Regions from separate parts of the Cricetulus griseus genome. Here region 1 is linked to region 2. The links are chromatin contacts, called in public Hi-C maps. All regions are on one chromosome and are shown on one strand. The core of a region is the stretch at or near the end of the contact, and the rest is flanking DNA. Distances in the headings are between cores, read along the strand shown.

The links. A called contact is a pair of places that touch in the nucleus more often than the background predicts.
Region 1: a contact with region 2 is called in a Hi-C map of fibroblasts, with 4 times the contacts expected there. The contact joins the promoter of Rasl11a here to the enhancer-like site in region 2. A contact is called at or near these places in 4 of 8 Hi-C or Micro-C datasets (the CHL-YN cell line, the CHO-K1 cell line and fibroblasts).

Annotation. Positions count from the first base shown.
Region 1 is chr4:82,678,164-82,684,136 of CriGri-PICRH-1.0, forward strand. It overlaps Rasl11a (ras-like protein family member 11A), which reads left to right and starts at 3,635. Exons shown (of 4, transcript XM_027413680.2): 1 at 3,635-3,878; 2 at 4,153-4,209; 3 at 4,344-4,423; 4 at 5,578-5,973. The coding sequence starts at 3,755.
Region 2 is chr4:82,544,041-82,550,230 of CriGri-PICRH-1.0, forward strand. No RefSeq gene overlaps it. Among named protein-coding and RNA genes, the nearest start is that of Usp12, 87 kb to the right of the region's middle. Within about 2 kb of position 2,196, at least 1 of the 6 cell types and tissues checked has open chromatin away from gene starts, as enhancers often do. A contact at or near this core is called in fibroblasts, where this site is marked.

The sequences.
Region 1 (5,973 bases), core at 2,385-4,884, 140 kb after region 2:
TACATAACTCTAGACACAAGTATGAAACAAAATAGAACCCAGGTGGCATTGATTCAGGAGAGCCTATTTATAATTCTCCAGTGTGGTGGCTTATTGTCTTCACTGAAGGGTCAGGTTATTTTGTGTATCTGTAAATGTGAGGAGCTTTTCCCAGGAGAATGGAGACACACTGCAAGCTCTTCCAAACAAGGTGCACTGCAAGTGCAAACTGGAGCATAATTACCACGAGGCAGAGAACACGCTGTGGAATCTTCCTTTTTTGAATGACCTTAAACTAGTGGTTTTCAACCTGTGGGTCACGACCCCTTTGTGAGTCAAAAGGCCCTTTCATAGAGGTCACGGATCAGATATCCTGCATATCATATATCTACATTATGGTCCATAATAGTACTAAAATGGCAGTTATGAGGTAACAATGAAATCATTTTATGGTTGGGGGTCATCACAACATGAGGAACTGTATTAAAGGGTCGAAGCATTAGAAGACTGAGAACTACTGCCTTAAACTAACGGACAGGGAATATATGGAGTGAAGTGATAGCCTCAAGTTTAAATCAAGGCAAGTTTTTTTTTTTTTTTTTCTCTTGAACATTCTGCATTTTTGTCTCAGGAAAAGCTAAGGGAGTTTGTGACCATTTGCATTAGCCCCTGTTCAACTGCCATTCTGTGAATTTCAGTTTTCATGATGTTAATAGTGTCTATCCAAGAGGATCTTCCACGCCAGTCATAGCTGTCATGGCCATCCCAACCTTCTTTGCCAGCGGTTTAGAACATTGCTCTCCTTTTGTTTTAACTTCTCTTGCTATTAAGATGTAATGGATAGGTTTTTTGTTTGTTTTTTGTTTTCGGTACAGGATTTCTCTGTGTAGCCCTGGCTGTCCTGGAACTCACTCTGTGTACCAGGCTGGCCTTGAACTCACAGACATCTGCCTGCCTCTGCCTCCCAAGCAATGAGATTGAAGGCATACGCTACCACCAGGCAGTTTTTTCTTTTAGATGGGGTCTCATGTAGCCCAGGATGGCCTCTAACTTACTATGTAGTCAAGGATAGCCTTGAATTTATGATCCTCCTGCCCTTATTTCCTGAATGCGATATGCTGAGCTAAAGATAGAACCCAAGTCCTGGGGTATACTAGGCAAATACTCTGCCACTGAGCTATGTCCCCACCCCAAGAACTGTTTAATTTCATAGTTAAAGAGGCAAAGCAAGTAGTCCTCCCCTCCCTCTCTATCTGGATGAAGACTTGATGCTACAGAAATCATCTGTCTCCATCAGGGAGAGGCCAAGAGACTCCAAGAAGCATCAGCCCAGCACCACAAAGCCTCTCAACAGGCTCCGGAGAACAGCACTTCCTCAGCAGCTCCTTAAACCAGTCTTGTATCCTGGTGCCCAGGCTTTTCCTCCATGTAGGGAGGAAAGCCCTGCTTCAGTCTCTCCAATTAAACTGAAAGCTAGGGGAAAAGATTAAAATCAGTACCAGTTAACTAATGCAGTTCATCGCAGGCATCTCTCAGAACATCTTTTTCCAACAGCATCAGAACAACAGATGTAATCAGGACTTTTGGCTATTCATTTCATACAGTGGAGTCAACACCTATTCTAGTCATTCAAAAAGTCAGCCAAATTGTGTGTGTGTGTGTGTGTGCGCGCGTGTGCCTGTGGTGTGTGTGCATGCCTGTGGTGTGTGTGCATGCCTCTGTGGTGTGTGTGCATGTCTGTGTGCATGTGTGTATTTTTTGGAGGGCTTCTTGCCCCTTTAGGTATCCACACTTGCTGGGGAAAAGGGTTTATGGCAGGACTCATTCCCTGTGGAAACAGACAGCAAACAAATATTCCAGTTGTAATGACAGTAGAGATTGAGACTGTCTGCCAAGGGGTCCTGAGAGGCTAAGATGGAGGTAGCAATGCCGGCAGTAACTCCACTGTGTCCTCAATAAAGGGGCAAGTAAGCAGAGATGCCATCTATTCTAGCTGATGAGGAGCATTCCGTATTCTTTAGTTGAGAAAGAAGGGGTGAAGCAAGCAGGGAGACAGCCAGAAATGTGAGCAGAAGAAATCCTGGGAGTGAGTGATTGACCAGTGATTCGAAGGAAGTGGTCAGGAGAGGTCACAGGACCTGGCTTGGGTGACTTGCTGTGTACAGCACATCCATTAGCATTTTCAACAGCAAAATGACCCCATTCTCTGTCACTTCCTATATGCTAGCCCCTTCCACTACCGCTTGCTGCTCTGTCCTTAAAGGGGTGGGACAGGTCATCCCCATCTTAAATTCATGCTGGCCTCTTGGTTTGTACTGGTTACAGAATGCACCAGCCATGATGAGTTCTGCATTAGTGCCACTCAGCCTCCAGAGGCCTTGCCCACTTCCACTCACTGTCTTGGAACAGTGCTCAGCCACTCCGAGGACAAGCCTTGCCAACCTCCTGGATGAGCCGGCAGTTAGCTGCCAGACCTGAGTGAGTTTGGTGGAGCAATCCAGCCTGTCATTATTACCCTGGGGCTTGTAAATTCTCAGCTATAGCCTCAGAGAGCTCAACAGGCTTTCAAAACCTGTCCTAAGAACAGCCATGAATGTCGTACTGTAAGCTGTGTGGTTTGTCATGCTGTGCAAGCTAACACATAAAACTGGGATAGAGGAAGGCAATGAGTAAGGGAGGGGCTGTCTAGTAGACAGCTGGGCAGATGGGACTCAACTATAGAGACTGCAAGGCTTCTTTCTGCCTGGTTATGGTGGGATCCAAGAACCAGCCATATTTATCTTCTGTGCCTGCTTCCTCCTACTCACACCCCCTATTCTAAATTTCATCACATACCTACCTACTAGGAAATGTTTGAACAGTGAAGTAGATCCAGGAGCCAAGCGCACATGGTGGTATTTACTGTGGGGAATCAGGCCAGAAGCAAGCTCCCTGAGTTTGAGTGAGTCACTTCACCCTGCAACAGCAGGAAAGGGGCTGCCTGGGTTTGGATGCTGAGCTGTGGGAAACGACTGCCCCCTACGGGAGTTCTCAAGTAAGTGTCAGCAATTACCTTGGTTCATACTAAATTAGTAAATTAGGGCCCTTCCCCCGGCCCTACCCTTTTCCAAGGTGATGTCACCCCTCAGTACCCCTTTACTTTTTTATTATTATTTACTTATTTATTTATATATGTACATTTGAGACAGTCTTATGTAGTCCAAACTGGCCTTTAACTCAAACCCTCTATGTAGCCAAAGATGACCTTGAACATTCTGCCCCTCCTGTCTCCACTGGGTGTACCACCACACCCAGTTTACAGGGTGCTGAAGCTCGACTTCAGGGTTCCCATCAGCACTCTGTCAAATATTGGATTTCTTCTTCCCATTGTCCCAGAAACATCCATCCAGTTGCAGCTTTTGCTCTTCTGGTGGCCCAGCTGCTCTCTAATGTTCACGCTCCAGGCTAGTGGCCCATGCTGGCCGCTGCGGGTACTATCAGGACCCGGCAGGCACAATTTGAGCTCTCTTGGGCTCCACTGGCTTGGGACCCGCGCAACTGGGTGAGCAGAGCGCGTCAGGCGGCCTGGCGGTGCGCACGCCCGCTGGTGACAGTTCCCTGCGCTCACACTGCTCCCACCACTCCAGGAAGGGGCGGGGAATAGGAGGTGCTAAAGGCGCCTACCGGGCTCCCCGAGCTCTTTAAAAACCGTGAGCTGGGGACAACTCCGCTGGCCCGGCCGCATCCCGCCTTGTGTCCAGCCAGCTATCCTGCAGCGCGGTCGCGGGACGTGCCCATGCGTCCGCCAACCATGTCTGGGCACTTTCTGCTGGCTCCCATTCCCGAGTCCTCCTCCGACTACCTCCTGCCCAAGGACATCAAACTGGCGGTGCTAGGCGCGGGTCGTGTGGGCAAAAGCGGTGAGTGGGGCAAGGGATCGCGCCGCTCGGCGACAGCAGGGGTCCCCGCCCGCAGGGTTACAGGGATACAGGAAGCCCCCCTCCTGATTTCTCTGCCAGTCCACTCCTGAGCTCTGGATGGGGTTGGCGGCTGTTGAGGGTCGCTCCAGTCTCAACCGTCACATCCCACGGGGGAGCCACTTTATCCCGGGAACCTGGGGAAACGCGCGCTCTTCCCGTGGGGGCGACCACTTTGACCCAGTTCTTCAATTGATTTTCCTACTTCATTTTTCAGCAATGATTGTGCGCTTCTTAACAAAGAGATTTATCGGCGACTACGAACCCAACACAGGTTAGTTAGACTGGCTTCCTGCTCCTTGCCTTTTGTGCTTCAGTCTGTTTGTCCTCCCTCCCCTCCCTTGCTCCCTCTTTCCTTTGCTGACCAGAGCGTGAGAACTCAAATGCAAACTCCTCTTCGCTGTGCAGGCAAACTGTATTCGAGACTCGTCTATGTGGAGGGGGACCAGCTATCACTGCAGATCCAGGACACTCCGGGAGGCATCCAGGTAAGGACTGACTGTGAGGAGGGTGTGCGGTGAGATGCCTCGGCTTGTCTAATACGAATTTAAATGTAGGCGTGGGCTGTCTGTCACGGGTGAACTGAGGGTTGCGATGTTGGATGCCCTCCAAGGGGGAAGGGAATGGTTGGTTAGAACTAGTTTGCTCTTTTTTAAAACACTACTTTTAATTAATTAATTGTTTTAAAGATTGTGCCTTGCTATGGCCTCCTGACTGGCCTATCACTTGCTTTGTAGTTCAGGCCTGACTTGGATTTACTATAATCCTTGATGCCTCAGCCTTCCAAGTGTGGAGATTGCAGGCTGAGCCATCCCACAACTCCCCACCCCCCACTCCCCACCCCTTCAGCAGTAGCTTCTTTTGCAGCCCTGGCTGACCATCAAGGCCTGGGCTGCTTAGGCAGGTAACAACACTTTAAGAGAACATCCAGGAACAAATTAACAACACCTGGCCGAGGGGTGGGGGGCAGTGCTGGGGATGTAGCTTAGTAGTAAACGCTCACTCCGGCAGGTCCAGGGTTCAATACCCAGAACCACATTAAAGAAGCAAGCAGTAGGTGGGATTCTGGAGGGTGAGGGCCTGCTTCCTGGCCAAGGCTGCCAAAAATGTTAGGGGCTGTTTGTTTCTCCAAGCCAGTAATTGCAATCAGATAACCTCTTGGCCATCAGTATGGAATGCAACTTACTAATTGCTTAGCCCTTCTAGGGAGGAAAGGTCCTGTGGAAGAGTGCAGAGAAAGGAATTCGTTTTTGTAACATTCTCAAGAAGTTGACTGCTAAAAATATTTTTTATGGGCTTGGGAATAGATATTTATGTTGGCTTATTTCCAGAGTTTTGTTTGTTATGAATTAGTTCCCTGAAAACTAAGCCACTCTGGGCTGTAATTATCCTTGAGTCGTCAGAGTTCACTGAAAGCTGCCTGTGGAGCTGGGGGTTAGAAGTGTACATCCATACTAGCTCAGAAAGGAATCCAGGGTAAGCATTGGTCTGAGGCTTTCTCTGTCCAAAGCCTCTTACAGAATCGAGGTAGAGCCTGACAATCACATTTATTGACATCTCCATCCAGTCAGTGTTCCTCCAAGGGTTACTGCAGAATCATGTCTGAGCTTCTTTGACCAGGTCCCATTTTGGTTTTCCTCAGGCCCAAGATAACCTCAGCCAAACGGTGGACTCTCTGTCCAAGTGCGTGCAGTGGGCCGAGGGCTTTCTGCTGGTCTATTCCATCACAGACTATGAGAGCTACCAGTCCGTTCGGCCACTTTACCAGCAGATCCGGAAGGTCCACCCTGATGGAAAAGCCCCTGTCATCATCGTGGGCAACAAAGGAGACCTCTTGCATGCCCGGCAGGTGCAGACACATGAAGGTCTTCAGCTAGCCAATGAGCTGGGCAGTGTCTTCCTTGAAATTTCCACTAGTGAAAACTACGAAGACGTCTGTGATGTGTTTCAACATCTCTGTAAAGAAGTGAGCAAGCTGCACAGCCTCAGTGGGGAGCGGAGGAGGGCCTCCATCATCCCCCGGCCTCGCTCCCCGAAC
Region 2 (6,190 bases), core at 946-3,445:
CTAGTACAGCCAGGACTATGTAGAGAGACCCTGTCTTAAAAAAAAAAAAAAGTAAATAAATAATAAAGATAAACATCAATACAACCATCTATCCCAAGGTATTCTTTTCCTGTGCCTGAGAGGGTGGCAAGGGGACCTTTGGAGCCAGTGGGTACCATGTCACAGGCACAGCTGGCAGGGCAATGAGCAGCCTTGCTCTGGCAATGTATAGACTGGATTTTCCATGGTTTGTCTGATTGTATTTATTTATTTATTTATTTTGGTTTTTCAAGACAAGGTTTCTCTGTGTAGCTTTGAAGCCTGTCCTGGTCTTGTAAACCAGGCTGGCCTTGAACTCACAGAGATCAGCCTGCCTCTGCCTCCCAAGTGCTAGGATTAAAGGCATGTGCCATCAATGCCCGGCCGTCTGCTTGTTTTTATGAAAAGCATTTTCTCAAGTCTTCAACTTAACCATTGGCATCTTGTGGCGGCCTCTTCCACAGTTGTTTTTGTTTGGTGTGTGTGTGTGTTTGTGTGTGCGTGCGTGCATGCACAAGTTTGTGGAGGCAAGAGGTAAATGTGTAGTATCTTTCCCTCTTACTGAACCTCTGCTGGGGCTTGAACTCAGGTCCTCACACTTGTGCAGCAAACTTTACTGACTGAGCCATCGCCCCAGTCCCCAGCTGTCAAAGTTGCTTCTTTCCACCATCTTAAATAAAATGGCAGAGCCTAAAAGTTTCCCAGTACTGAGAGCTTGCTCAGCGCATGGAAGATAGCTGTGGAATCTAGTCTTGCAGTAGGTCCCAAAAGAGTGAAAAATACCACCAGGAAATGGCCTGATGCTGCTGGGGTAGAGAGTGGGGATGGATGGGCCACACCAGCCAGAACCTTAGCAATATCCAGGCTGGCTGGATGGCTGCATACCATGGGAGCTACTCAGACTCTGCCTGGCATTGGTGGGGTGCAACAGGGGTTTTTAAAGGTACTCTTTGGGAAAGACAAGGAAAAAAAGGATGCTGTCTACAGCAGTCCCATAAGCCCTGGTAATAGCATCAATGTTTTAAAGTTTCTAAAGATCTTCTCAGTAGCCTGTGTTCAAAGACCTACTTGGAGTCAGTCTTTCCCCTTTGCAGTCACCACACATGTGTTTTTAAGTGTGCAGAGGGGATTTTTTTTCTCTCCTTACAACTAAATGCACTCGCTACTATGTGTGCCGTGAGAGAAGGTGACTCTTAGATTAAATAAGGGACCCTGCAGGCCAACGGGAAGACTTTGGAAGTCTCACTGTGTAGCCCTAGCTGGTCTGGAACTCACTGCGTAGACCAGGATGTCCCCAAACTCAAAGAGATCCTCCTGCCTCTGCCTCTCAAGTGCTGTAGTTAAAGGCATGCATCGGGTGTGGATGCAATCAGAAGCATACTGGAAGCATCAGCAAGAATCCAGAAGCCCTTCCATAGAGTTCAAACTGACATGTACAGAGAAATGTTCTACAGAGCTCTTACCCCAGAACTGCTTTGGTGTACCTCATGGGACACTTAAAGGATTCCAAGGCTCATTTTATTTGGACATAATTCTTGCCTTTCACTCTGAGGTCAGATGCCAAGCTCTGTTCCTGCAACTGATGTGACTGCAAACACCTTTCCTATTTTGTTCTTGAGGGATGTGTGCCCCCTTCCAGCCCTGGACGGACTGCCCTTTTTGGATTTTTGTCGATTCTGTCCCCAAACACATTTGACCTAGGTCAAAGACTGCGCAGCAATATCTCCTCAACTACAGAGAAGTAAAAAGCAAAGAGAAAAATAGCTGTCGATAGGAGTCTCTCACCTTTAGATTTGAGTTTTTTTTCAACCTGTACCCTGCATGCATATTTCCAGGTCAAAAAAGTGATGTGTCATCTTACAGCTTATTAAAGGGAATGAGGAGGAGTTGGTGGTAGAGAAAGAAGAAAAGAGATGTAAAAGAAAAAGAATTCACAACACACATGAAGGCAGTAACAGGCGCCACTCAGTCTGCAGCTGGCCCAAGTTTATCTCTGACCATCCCCGGCAGTTTGAAACATTACAGTTCACTGATAACCAGAGTGACTAAGCGCTAAGGCTGCTTGAATGTCACCCTTGCAGCACCAATAAAAAACCCATAACTCCTGCCCTGGCAGAGTACTGTGGCCAGCACGCCGACGAAGGGATGGTTATATTACCCAACCACGGGTTACAAATGGCTTTGTAATCAGTATCCTCCTTACCCAACTTAGCCTGTGTGGCCCTCAAGCCAGCTTAGCCCTGGAACAGATGCAAGGCCTTCCGCTTCCTGGAAAGTGGATGTCTGAGAACTGAAAATTCCTGGAGCCAGCTTTCTCAGAGCTCAGTCATCTGCAGTCAACCCAAAGCTAATTCCTGGGTCATTTGGAATAGCACAGGGTCTGACAAGCCCCACTCCTACTGAGTGAGAGTCAAGGGGTAGTGAGAACCTTTCAAAGAATCTGAAGGGCACTGAGGCAGAGATAACACCCCCCAAACCAGAAGAGGGGACACATGCCAGCCGAGGTAGAGATTGTTGTCATTTTTAAATGATTTCTTTATTTTTTATGTGTATCAGTGTTTGCCTACATGCATGCATGTTTACCACGTGCACACAGTAGCAGAGGAATCCAGAAGAGGGCATCAGATCCCCTGGTGCTGGAGTTTCCAATGGTTGCCTGTCACCATATGGGAGCTGGAACCAAACCCAGATCTTCTGCAAGAGCAGCCAGGACTTCTAACTACTGAGCCCTCTCTCTAGCCCTGATTGTTGCTGTTTTAAAGAAAGATGACTATGAGAAAACCAAATGTGATTCATTTTTTATGTGCATATTTGTCAGTGTGAGAGTACAGATCCCCTGGAACTGTAGTTATAGTTCTGAGCTGCCATGTCGGTGCCGGGAACTGAACCTGTGTCCTCTGCAAGAGCAGCCAGTGCTCTAACCACTGAGCAATCTCTCCAGTCTCTGCAATTAATTTTTAAATTGAGATGTGTGGATAGCTGCTCCCACTGACACAGGCCCAAGGGCTCATTGAGTCCCTAAGGTCCGTCCCAGGGGCTTTGTACCACACTTCCAGCAGACGGCCAGGTGGTGATATCATTCAGTAACTAAAGAGACTTTTTATTTCTTTAAAAAGACTTTGGTATGATCTGGATGGTAAGGTTCACACATGCTAGCAAGATGTCACACACGTGTACATGTCCGTGTATACAGCAGCCAGATGACCATTGACAAAAGCATTTCCTGTCCCCTGGTGCCTCATGCCCCTTCCAAACTAAGGCCCCTTGGCCTCTCACCCCACCAGAAGTATGGTTTGAACTTCTAGCGCCGTAGATTTGTGGTATCTGCTTTTACATTTTGAATAAATGGATTCACAGACCACATTTATGTCTTGGCTTTTTAATCATACTGTCTTTGAAATGTTTGTGTATCTGCTCAATACACAAAGTGGGGACATCGTCTTTTTATATGAGGCTCAAGAATGTTGGCAGTTGTAGTAGGTTCTGGGAAACCTGTTTAGAAATGCCTTCCTTGAGTGAATTTAATCCTTGGCGAGAAACCAAGTTGGCTCTAGGGTCAAAAATAAATGGCTATGTTTAAGTCTGAAGTCATTCCAACAGATGGAGTGCCAGGACTGGATAGTGGCCGAGAGATGAGCGTGAAAGTCAGCGGCAGCTCACAGCACTGAGGGACAATTCAGTGTCAATGTCAGAGTGCCAGAGAAGGCCAGTGAAGGTTCAGGAAGGGTGGCCAGATCTGAGAATGGGGACTAACGGGGTTTTTATTGTTTTGTTTTACTTTAAAGACCATGGATCCATAAATTCTGATGCCAACTCGCAACAGCATGCAACTGCAAAATTGGCCAGTAGGTGGCAGGTTAAGACCAGTCATTCTCCACGGAGCATCCAGCCTGGCTGAGGATAAATAGACTCTCTCTGAGCCAAAAGGCAGGAGGAGTGTAAGGAGTAAGTATGGCTGGGGTGGAAGGATGCAGATCTCCACGCCACTCCAGAACCTGACCGTGCTTCAACTGTTACTTTAGCCTTTTATCTAAGATCATTGATAGGACTTTTATCTAAGATCACTGGCAGGAATTAGACTCTTTGTTCTTGCCTTCCCCCACAGCTCACCCTGCAGTTCCCCCCTTTCCCTCCCACAGAAAAGAGCTGCTACGTTAGAAACAAACAACAGTTTGATATATGATGCTCTTGAGACTTAAACATAGACAGCTAAGAGGGTAAAATCACGGCCATTGTGTATCTATGAAAATATAAGTTAAAGTCATGCACACTGACAGTTCAAGGTTCCCTGGATGCAGGGTCTCTCCAAACTTGGCAGTTCTGAATTCGATTGTCTGCAATATCCCTGGCCACCAAAGCCAGACACCCCGTTCCCTCTTAGGTCTCCTGCTCCAAGGATTGTATTCAGGACAAGGATTTCAACAAATTCCAGCCTCTGCTGTGAGCTCCTGTTTTAACCGTGAGCTGACCAACTCCAGGCATGCATATCTTACTGTTACTTCCTGAAGTTCACACACCAATTCCTATTTCATTGTGTTTTTCTGATGCTGTTTTATTTCAGGCGACTTCCACAATATGAAGCAGGGGCCTGTGACTGGCGGTATGTCTTTGTTATCATCACTCTCTGAGTGTACTAAGTATGTGTGCTGTGGCTGGGCCCGAAGGAAGCAGTGTGCACACTCTCTAATTGTCACATCTCCGTGATGGCAGCCACAGAACCAAGGATTTTGTCTGGTAAGGAAGGCATGGCAGCAAAAAGAGGCTAAGGCTGCGGAAGGCAGGTGGGGTCGTGATGGAGTGTGGCCTGACCCCCTCAGCCAGCACCACCTCATCTGTGTTTTAGGGGAAGATCCCAGTGTGGTTGGTAAGTGCACTGACTGCAAAAATAGACTGTGTGGTGAAGACGGATATACCTCAAGCACGTGACCCTTGTCCAAGAGCCAGATGTGGGGTCACCAATTGCCTGGGCTGTTAGAACCTCAACAGTTCTCAGTGAAGATGAAAGGGAGACTGTTAGACACAAATGCTGCTCAGTGGTTAAGAGCACTGACTATTCTTCCAGAGGACCTGGGTTCAATTCCCAGCACCCACATGGCAGCTTACAACTGTCTGTTCCAGGGGACATGACACCCAATGCAAAACACACCAATGCATATAAAATAAAAAAAAAATGCTGATTGCATTAAATATGAAGGTTTTTCAGATAGACCACTTCAGGGATGAACTATTATGAAGCTCTTTGTGCTATTTTATGTTTTTATGGTTATATACATAGTGTACATGTATTACACATATGCATGTATTCTCAGCCAGAGCAGACATCGGGTGTCATCTTTTGTTACTGTCCACTTTGTGCTGCCCTGGGCGTGCTGTTTTGGCTGGGCTGATTGGCCATTGAACACTTGGGATCCGCATGTCTCTACTCAAGATTGCTGAGATTTCAGGTGTGGGCAGCCGTGCCCGGCTAGTACATGGTGGCCAGGGATTCGAACTCAGCTCTTCTCACTTACAGAACAGCTTTCTTGTCCACTGAGCCCCAATTACAAAGATTTTTGACATAGTCTCCCCATTTTCCTCTGCTTATATGTCTGTGTTCAGCTCCTTCCCAGCTCCCCCCAAAGAGTTTTCACGTTTTAAATAATAAACTGTGGGTCTGGAGAGAGGTTGAGTGGCTAAGACACTTACTGCTCTTCCAGAGGACCCGAGTGCAGCTCCCAGCAACCACATGGTGGCTCACAAACCCCTGTAACTATGGCTCCAAGGGCTCTGATGCTTTCTTTGTAGGTGCAGTCACGTAACAGCTCCTCCTTTTCTGAAGCGAAGAATGGCACCTGGCACCTCCTGCCTGCCTGTGACTCTTTCATTGGCTCCAAGTGCATCTTCAAACTCAAAATGGACAAAAACGACTTATTTCTTACAGCCTGAATTCAGCTCTTGGCTCAGCTCTTAGGACCCCATCCAGGAGGAGAGACAGACTGAAAGGGCCGCCTGTTTTGGCTGCTCTTGATTATACATGAGTAGGGATGGAGAATAGCATAGGAGGGTAGTGATGCTGGCCTCTGGGTGGCTGTGTCTGCAAGGGAGAATGATGCAGGCTGAACATGGGCCACACCATCCCCATCAGCTGCAAGCCTATGGTGGCATAAAGGAGGGACAGGCATCTCACCCATCC